3 separate regions of the Mus musculus genome follow, and all the other regions are linked to region 1. A link is a contact called in public Micro-C and promoter capture Hi-C data. All regions are on one chromosome and are shown on one strand. Each heading gives the region's core, a stretch centred on a gene start, on an enhancer-like site or on the middle of the called end of the contact. The rest is flanking DNA. Distances are from core to core; before and after follow the strand shown. Region 1 holds the start of Sox17 (SRY (sex determining region Y)-box 17). Region 2 holds the start of Xkr4 (X-linked Kx blood group related 4). Region 3 holds the start of Rgs20 (regulator of G-protein signaling 20).

Region 1 (2,965 bases), core at 330-2,829:
GCATAGCGACTTCAGTAACTTCCAGGGCAGTTGTGAGGGTCAGATGAGGTAGGGAAACTGCATTGTAAACATTACCATGCTTATGAAGAAATTAATTTCAAAGATAACTTTCCAAATGCCCTAAAGACAGACATTTACTTTTGCATCATATAGCTACTTGTAAAATTATGTATGTGCATCTTCAGCCTGGCTTTCTTCGATAAAAGCATTAAGATAGCCGTGGGATTTAAACACCCAGTAATGTTGTGATTTCAGATGCAATTTGAATTATTGAAGGAGACGTGGAGAGAATATTACTCTCCAGAAGTCCTGTGACCCAGACATATGAGCCTTTAAGGTCTATGGAGATGGTCCTTACTGTTTCCACTTAGGAGTAAGAAGACCCAAGGATTAATCTGGACATTCTATTATTCGTAAGTATGTAGTCAAGGCTGGAAAGCCCTGTGATCCAGGATTGAAAGGTGTAGTGAACGGAAGACCCTGTGTTGCTATGAACTTGTTGGCATGTTCACCAAATGGGTAGAGTACAACATTCAAGTAACCCAGCTGAAACCCCGGAAGGCTTCCTAACTCTTCCCTCTTGTTTTTAAGCTTTGGAAGCTAAATTAGGTTCAGGTTAGAAATCTGTTATGCTTGAAGCGCATACAGGAGGTAATGAGTGCTGTCAGGAGTGGCAAGTCCTATTTAACTTTGATCATTTCCATGATCACAGAGCACATACCTTGCCCTAACCAACAATCTGGCGCCATGCAGTTAATCCTGATAGGGGATCTTGGGAGCAGAGTTTTCTGGATGGAAAGGCACCTATTGCCTCTGCTACAAAACCAAAGCAAACTCAACGAAACAACTCAATGTGCTTGACCCACTGTGTAGTCATCATCACTTTCACAGTCCAGGAACGGAGTATTACAGGATCATAGACTGAGCTGGATATTAATAAATCAGAGAAGAAGACTAAGGATGCCACACTGGGCATCCTGGGAAGCAGTCCTACCCAGTTTGCTCTCTGGAGAGAGTGCAAGTGCTCTGCTCACAGTGACAGGCCAGACTGCAAGGCGAGGATTGCCTTTCTCCAAGGAAGCCCGTCTTCCCTAGGGTGTGGTACTACTAGGCTACAGCAGCCATCACCTTTATAAAAACCCAAGCCATATTTGAATTGTCTTTAAATTTCAAGGAAGAGGACAAAGAAATGTGAGCAAGGCTTCATTCCTAGCTCTCAGACTACCGTCCCAAGAGAACCTGAGGTTCCATGGAGCAGGAATAAAGAGGAGTCCTTACTTCGTCTGGGGAACACAGATGGGGTATGGGTTCTAAGAAACATTCCCGACCGGTTACTGAGCTGGGAAGTGGAGCGGGAGCAGTTTACTTCCTGCTTCGCCGCGGAAAAACTCAGCTAGGGCCGAGCGGGAAGGAGGACGTGGTCTCCGAGTCGCCAGCTGCTAGGGTGGGGTTTCGGGGCACGATTAGACAGAGATTCGGACAGTTACGTGAGACCCCGCCCACCCAGGATGCACGCTCCCAACGGTGTGCGGAATGAGCCCCCGAAGTTAATCTTGGGGTCAGACGTTCTCAGCTCTCACGGGAGAGGCTAGCAAAGCGAAGATTGCAGGGTCTGGCCTGAATGTTCTGGGCCACCGTGGGGGCCGGTGATCACTGTCTTTCTTGCCACTCTTTCCTCTCAAGTTCCCGAATTTCCATCTCCACCTCCGACCCACTGGGGACTGACCAGGGACTGGAAAGAGCGCGAAAGGTATAAAGGGGAGAAGAGACTGCGCCTTTTGGTGCCCGGGTGAAAGGTGCCAATCGACCGCATCGCTCTGCGTGGCCCTACCTGGGAGGTGCGGAGCCCGGGGCACGACGCTCGGTGTTCTCAGAGGCAGACTCTGAGGCACGTATTTTAGACCGTCCAGTGGTACTATTGTCTCTGTTATCTTAGAGTCCGCCGGGGGCTGTCTCCGTGATGACAGCCCACGCTCCCTTTTCCGCCCTCATGAACTTGCTCTCCACAGACCACGGATCTGCTTGAGTGCCCACGGATCCTGTGCAATTGGACTTGAATGTCCTTTAACAGGCCTTGGCCATCAGAACACCAAAACCATAAAACCTTCGAGAAATCAACCACTCACTCTGAGGCTCGCTGTAGAAGAGTGGCTTAGACTCTCCCACTTCGGAGTCCCAGTTGATCACCAACCCGCTTGCTACAGGCCCCAAATGGTTACGGGCACAGCTTCTAGTTACATTAGACGCTTCCTTGCCCCAGCCTTTCGAGCCTCAGGTCTGCTTTGGGGATGTGGCTTAGGCAGTAGCCACCTAGAAATCCTGCACTGTTTGAGTGTGATACCGCTGCGGACTACAGCAGACAGGCGTGCCAGGCTTCTAGTCCAGATACCCACCCCCACCCCAGTAAATCTCTAGTGTTGAGGGAAGCAAGGCTTGCAGGAAGCCGCTCCGGATGTTTGCTTCTTTACTTGTGGCATTTGTGGCTGGCTTTGATAACGTCGTGAGCTCGGCTTCCAACACCCATTTAGTGAAGAAACTGAAATATGGCCCACTCACACTGCTGGCGGGTCTGAAGTGCGGTTGGCCCCAACACTCCTCCCAAAGTATCTATCAAGAGAATGGTCAGCAGAAGTTAGATCTAGGTAAGAGGACGGGAAGGGGGACTAGTCTTGGGAAAGCGCCACATTTCCTGGTAGATTTGTTAAGTAAAGTGCTATCTAGGGACTCCAGGGGAGGCTGTTTTAAGGAACGGGGAAGAGCCCAAAAGTGGTCGCTTGGACTCCTACTGTGTTTGTGCTTTCCCTCAGAAAGATCAGTTGTTAATCTTCAGGGATGCTTGTAAATAACGCTGCCTCCCCATCCCCGGGCTTTCTTTCTAACCACTTTCTCAGTTCCTTTTATGGAGCTCGAACAGAACTAGGTACCCAGGTAAAATGGTGTAAATACATTTTCTAGACCTACACCT
Region 2 (2,965 bases), core at 289-2,788, 830 kb after region 1:
CAGCTTACTCTGAACTCAAAGTGTGTGAGTCACATTGCAGTTTAAGGATCACCCTCTTTGTCCCTTACATTTGAAAAGCTAACTAGGTAAGGCAAACTAAAGCACGGGTTTTCTTAACTTAAAAAGGAAAAAGATATCCCATATTTTGTTGGGATTTAAAGGGTTTTTTTTGGTGGTGGTGGTGTTTTTTTTTTTTTTTTTTTTTTTTTTGGTTGGTTGTTTTTGTTTGTTTGTTTGTTTTTTAAACTGCAACATATTTTATTACATTCTCTTCGAGAATAGATTAAATTCGAGTCATTTCTGAAGTTATGAGACCCTACAGTAAGTCTGTACGTTTATAGGTTTAAGGGAAGGTAATTGCAGTTTTGGAATAAGAGAAGTGGCATTAGCTTTGGGATCTGCCACTCCCTGCGCGGGGCCAAGGGCCGAGCTAGTTCTCTTTTCCCTGGTTACTAGCCATGTCCCTCCTCCCACCGCCGCGCTCTAGGTTGCCGCCGCCAGAGGTGCAGCGTTTCCCACCTGCGGTTAGGAGTAGCCCCACCATGGTGTCTGCCTAGTGCTGCTGCCTCAGGCTCGTTAAACTCGCAGGGGGACAGGGCTTCATGCACCCACCTCCTGAGATAGGGCCTTTGCATTTCTCTAGGCTGGGGTTTGGCAGGACAGCATCCCTGGGGCTGCTCTCGCCTTATCCCGAGGGCTCGCCCTCTGCTGCCAGCTTTGCTTTAGGTGTTCTAGCTCTGCAAGTACTGTGCCACCCAGGATCTCCAAAGCATGGCACGCCCACCACCGCCGCCAGTATAGGAGCCCTAGCTTCCTAGTTAAAGCGTGTTCACCCTCGCCAGCAACACACCTAGCACCATACCACACCCAGCCAGGTGCCGAGCGCGCCCGGTACAATACAAAGAGACCATTTCTTCCGCAGCCTTCGCTGCTGCCACGCCCGCTTGTGTCCGTGGCCCCCTACCCTCGGCAGTGACCCAACACCAAGGCTCTAACACGCGGCGCGCTCTGCCCATCCCATCCCCCCAGCTTCGAGGAAATCCACTCAACGCTCTTCGCTATCCCACGAGCCTGGACTGGGCCTCCGATTGCCGTGCTGTTGCCCTCCGCGTCCAGCACTGGCCAGCCAGGCACCCCCACCCGCCGCTCCCCTCAATCCCAGCCCCTCCTCCGGGCCCTCCTTCTCGCCCCTCCCCAGCCGGGGTGGGAGCGGCGGCAGCTGGAAGGGAAGGGATGAGGTCATCCTCTCCCTCGGAGTCAGCTGGTGGAGGAGAGGCTGCGGGAGGAGGGAGCGCGCGCGAGGGGAGGAGAGGAATGTGCAGGTCCGAGGAGCTCCGCGGCGGCCGCTGCTGCTCCTGCTGCTGGCGGCGGCGGCGGCTCGTGCTGCAGCCGCGGGGCCGGGCCGGCGCGGAGCGCGGGCGGCTGTCAGGGGCGCGCGCGGGCCGGCGCGAGCAGCTGGGCTCGGCGCAGGCAGCCAGGCGGCGCTCCTGCGGGTCCCGAGCGTGCGGCTAGCCGGGCCCAGCGCCCAGCCCCGCGGGCGGCGGCGGGCGAGCGGGCGCTGGAGTAGGAGCTGGGGAGCGGCGCGGCCGGGGAAGGAAGCCAGGGCGAGGCGAGGAGGTGGCGGGAGGAGGAGACAGCAGGGACAGGTGTCAGATAAAGGAGTGCTCTCCTCCGCTGCCGAGGCATCATGGCCGCTAAGTCAGACGGGAGGCTGAAGATGAAGAAGAGCAGCGACGTGGCGTTCACCCCGCTGCAGAACTCGGACAATTCGGGCTCTGTGCAAGGACTGGCTCCAGGCTTGCCGTCGGGGTCCGGAGCCGAGGACACGGAGGCGGCCGGAGGCGGCTGCTGCCCGGACGGCGGTGGCTGCTCGCGCTGCTGCTGCTGCTGCGCGGGGAGCGGCGGCTCGGCGGGCTCGGGCGGCTCGGGCGGCGGCGGCCGGGGCAGCGGGGCGGGCTCTGCGGCGCTGTGCCTGCGCCTGGGCAGGGAGCAGCGGCGTTACTCGCTGTGGGACTGCCTCTGGATCCTGGCCGCCGTGGCCGTGTACTTCGCGGATGTGGGAACGGACATCTGGCTCGCGGTGGACTACTACCTGCGTGGCCAGCGCTGGTGGTTTGGGCTCACCCTCTTCTTCGTGGTGCTGGGCTCCCTTTCTGTGCAAGTGTTCAGCTTCCGCTGGTTTGTGCATGATTTCAGCACCGAGGACAGCTCCACGACCACCACCTCCAGCTGCCAGCAGCCTGGAGCAGATTGCAAGACGGTGGTCAGCAGTGGGTCTGCAGCCGGGGAAGGCGAGGTTCGTCCTTCCACGCCGCAGAGGCAAGCATCCAACGCCAGCAAGAGCAACATCGCCGCCACCAACAGCGGCAGCAACAGCAACGGGGCCACCCGGACCAGCGGCAAACACAGGTCTGCGTCCTGCTCCTTTTGCATCTGGCTCCTGCAGTCACTCATCCACATCTTGCAGCTTGGGCAAATCTGGAGGTACTGTATCAGGGTGGGGGTTGAGAGAGACTACTACTGTTCCTACATGCCTGCCCACCATGTCCACTGTTCTACTTTTGCATGAAATCTTTCCTAATGACTAGTAAGCCAAGTCACTCTTGTGGTTTTCTTTTCTAAACTGCTCCTTACCTAACTCATGTTAGGTGAGGAAAAAGAAACCAAGGAAGGGCACGCAGGAACGTGTTTGTAGTCTGTCACGTTTCCCATCTTCTCATAGACTAGTTTTTCTATGTATGCTACAAGTTCTCCCCCGATTGTAGACTTAATATTTCACTAGCAGAGGATTCCTCTCACACTTACTAAAAAGTCATTTATATTATGTAGAATTCTTGGTGTGTTGTACTTTTGATGGTTTCCTTTGTGCTGGGTTTGGATAGGATTACAATTCTAGTTAAATAGGACTTGTTACTGCTCAAAGATGTCCATATTTGGATGATAACAGCTAAAGAAATACTGAGCT
Region 3 (2,965 bases), core at 307-2,806, 520 kb before region 1:
TGCTGGTTTTGTTTCTCGCCTTTCTTACACACCCTTCCCGCCTTCCGCCCTGCACAGCTCCCAGACTCCACCGGGTCGACTCATTTCGCCACCTTTCTAGCCTGCTCTCCAGCTGTTCTTGTGTCTTCTGCGGCGACCCCCTCCCGTGGCTTGCCTGGGCGCAGGGACTTTCCCTCTCAGCCAAGCTCCTGGCCTACTGCCTGGCTCTCTCCAGAGCCCCACCGCCTCCTGTTCCTACTTGTGGCCTCAATGGCACTGCCAGGACGACGTCCGAGGGGTCGTCTACTGAAGCTGGCAAGTCCGAATTCGGAGCCCAGAGGAGAGGACGCCTGTACTGAAAAGAGTTCACCCGAGTCCGTGAGTACTGGGAACTCCACTAAACCCACCCTCGGCTTCTGGAGGCCCCAGCCTTTCCCACTCGCTCTAATCCTGATTGACCCAGCCCACCCGGGCTGGCCTGGATACTGAAAGATTGGCACAGCGCTGGGCACACTGGAGGAAAGGGCACCTGAGGCTCCCGGACACTCCCACCTCCACCGAGGCATTAGAGCTACTTTCTCCCAAGCGATCTGTTCTGTTTCTACCATCCTAGGAAGCAAGAGGAAGCCCTCTGACGCCTCCGAAGATCTTTTCCAACTGTAGTTGCAGCTTCCCCTCGAGCCTCCCCAAGCATCCCCGCACTTTGTAACCGCTCGCAGCCGCGTTCATGCCCCCACTCCTCTTCCCAGGAAGAGGGAGGAAATGACGTGATGTTATTTTTGTGTCAGGTCACTTTGCTGCTTGAGTTTAGCCCTCCGAGCTCAGGCGCACTGCCCCAGGGGTTCACTTCAAGGGTTACTTCGCTAGCTGCGGCGACCCGGGCGAGGGGCATCCTCAGAGGTAGGCGCCAGGTTCTGCAAATGCCCGGGGCTTCCCCTCCCACCGCCTGAGTCGCAAAAGAAAGGGAGACTGCCGAGGGACTGAGAGAGACCGGAGTCCCGGCTTAGGCTTTCTTACATACACTCCACCCTGCCATCCCAATCGCCAGGTGGGGCCATCCGACTCTGGCTGGCTGGCCGGAACTGAGTAGGACCACTGTTTAGAGTGGGAGAACAGATCTCTTAGAAAGGCTATACAAAGAGAGTTGGGGGCGGATGTTAGTGGCGCTGAGGTCAAAGGGTTCAGTGGGGATTGTCCAGCAGGGGCGGGCAGTTCACAGGCGCGAGACCCGGGGTACAAAGCACCAGCTCCTCTCGCGACCTTTCCCCGTACCCCCAAGCATCTCTTCATTCACAAGGCCCCAGTACTCATTCACAAACTCTGGATCGCCCCCACCCCACGGCGTCCCCCGCAAGCTAAGGCCAGGGGATAAAGAGAAAGGGCCTTACAGGCACCCTCAAAGCTCGCTCCCGCCGCACCCATTATTTCGTTGCGATTATAAGAGAGGAGCCAGGACCGGGGCTCCGCTCGCCCGATTTGGGACTAGGGAGTACCCCCAGCCTCCGAGTGCTGCGTGCTGCCGCCAGAAGGAGGCGAGCCAGGGGATTGCCCTGCCCCAGGAAAGCGAGCGAGCGCCGGGGCGGAGAGGAGTCAGAGAAGGGAAAGGAGGAGGAAGAGAGAAGAGCTCCGGAGCTTAGACCCAGAAACGCAGGAAAGGGCGGGTGGCAGAGAGCCAGCGCGGGCGGAGTAGGAACCGCTCTGACTAGTGTAAGAAAACTAAGGCACACTCTGGACGCATGCGCACGGCCAACGGAGGCCCGAGGGCCAGAGCTTCCCCTTCGGCTAGCCCAGCGGACCCTGGCCTGGTAAGTACCTGGCGTCCTCCTCGTCTTCCTCTCTGACTCCCTGCCCCCCCCCCCCCCCGAAGCCCTGGACCTGGCAGTAGAAGGAGCTCGAGGAACCTGGGACGCCAGTCTCTCCTTGCCCGGTGGTGCAATCCCTGGCTGGTCATCGCCCTTAGGGTTAGTCAGTTGAGGCGAGTGGGTTGTGAGTTCGGAACATCTCATTGTCTGAGGGAAGGCTCCGAACCATTGTGATCGGTTATTATCAGACCCACCAAGCAGGTGGTCCGGACTCTGAGACTCAGCGAGGGACGAAAAATGCCATTAAGGTCTAAAGTGCACATCAGACATGCCAAGCATTTGGGAGAGCCCAAGCGAGTGGAAGAGTCTCGGCTCTCTCTCAGTTGGGGGAAGGATGCGCCTCGGTCTGAGGACCCGGGGCGGGCAATTTGAGCGCAGGTTGAGGAGGTGACACTCCCGGAACGCACTACCTCCCTTTCAGAGAAGCGCATCACAGGCCGGCTGGCGGAGCTGAGCTTCAAGTAGGCGCTCAGACCGCGCCCGGAGCGCTGCGGGCAGCAACACCAGACAACTGAGTAGACCGAACAGTCACTTAAGGGAGAGAGGGTGGGGATTGTCCTTATCGGGCCTGGGAGCTAGATTTCCCACACTCGGGGGGCTCGGGAGGTTGGAACCCGAGGACGTGCCGAGGCTGCAGCGACTGAAGGTTCGGGTAGGAAGCAGAGAGGCTGCGCGGAGGTGAGCGATGGGGAGTCGGGTCTTTGTATGATGGTGCCCTCAGACTTGGGGAAACTGGGCTGGCAAGGAGCCTAAAGGGAGACAGCTCCCTGGGACAAGGGTGTGCTCTTTCGGAGATCTGTGGCTAACCCCACCTACTGCTTCAGGGGAGTGGGTAAGGGAGAGGCCTCGGAAGCGGCACACGCGGGGGTGGGGTGGGTGTTTGGGGAGACGTTTCAATGCGCTGAAGGATTTCCACACTTAGGGAGTGGGCGACCGAAGGTGGGCGTTGGGGAGGGTACAGGCGCTGCGACCGCGCAGGTCTGAAGGTGTGAAGGTGGAGCGCGGGAGAGGTGGGCTCTCTGGGGCTGGGCTGGGTCAGGATCTTCCTCGAGTCCATAAGCAGCAAGCAAAACCTGGGCAAGAAGAGCTAGCTAGCCACACTCACACAACTGCTGATGGACGTG

The links. Promoter capture Hi-C pulls out the DNA fragments that hold promoters and counts their contacts. Hi-C and Micro-C count contacts between places; a contact is called where the count stands out from the background.
Region 2: a contact with region 1 is called in a Micro-C map of embryonic stem cells, with 4 times the contacts expected there. The contact joins the promoter of Xkr4 here to the promoter of Sox17 in region 1. A contact is called at or near these places in 3 of 39 promoter capture datasets (cranial neural crest and embryonic stem cells), 5 of 484 Hi-C or Micro-C datasets (all in embryonic stem cells), 4 of 115 datasets of contacts at active chromatin or transcription factors (astrocytes, embryonic stem cells and stem cell-derived neural progenitor cells) and 1 of 9 other capture datasets (pancreatic islet).
Region 3: a promoter capture Hi-C map of embryonic stem cells shows a contact between it and region 1, with 50 read pairs. The contact joins the promoter of Rgs20 here to the promoter of Sox17 in region 1. A contact is called at or near these places in 6 of 39 promoter capture datasets (cranial neural crest and embryonic stem cells), 28 of 484 Hi-C or Micro-C datasets (differentiating embryonic stem cells, embryonic ectoderm, embryonic stem cells and 2 more), 8 of 115 datasets of contacts at active chromatin or transcription factors (embryonic stem cells, pancreatic cancer cells and stem cell-derived neural progenitor cells) and 1 of 9 other capture datasets (embryonic stem cells).

The regions. Positions count from the first base shown.
Region 1 is chr1:4,495,968-4,498,932 of GRCm38.p6, reverse strand. It overlaps Sox17 (SRY (sex determining region Y)-box 17), which reads left to right and starts at 1,579. Exons shown (of 5, transcript NM_011441.5): 1 at 1,579-2,642.
Region 2 is chr1:3,670,071-3,673,035 of GRCm38.p6, reverse strand. Xkr4 (X-linked Kx blood group related 4) reads left to right here and starts at 1,538. Exons shown (of 3, transcript NM_001011874.1): 1 at 1,538-2,484. The coding sequence starts at 1,688. It also overlaps the pseudogene LOC108167595.
Region 3 is chr1:5,018,130-5,021,094 of GRCm38.p6, reverse strand. Rgs20 (regulator of G-protein signaling 20) reads left to right here and starts at 1,556. Exons shown (of 5, transcript NM_021374.5): 1 at 1,556-1,784. The coding sequence starts at 1,716.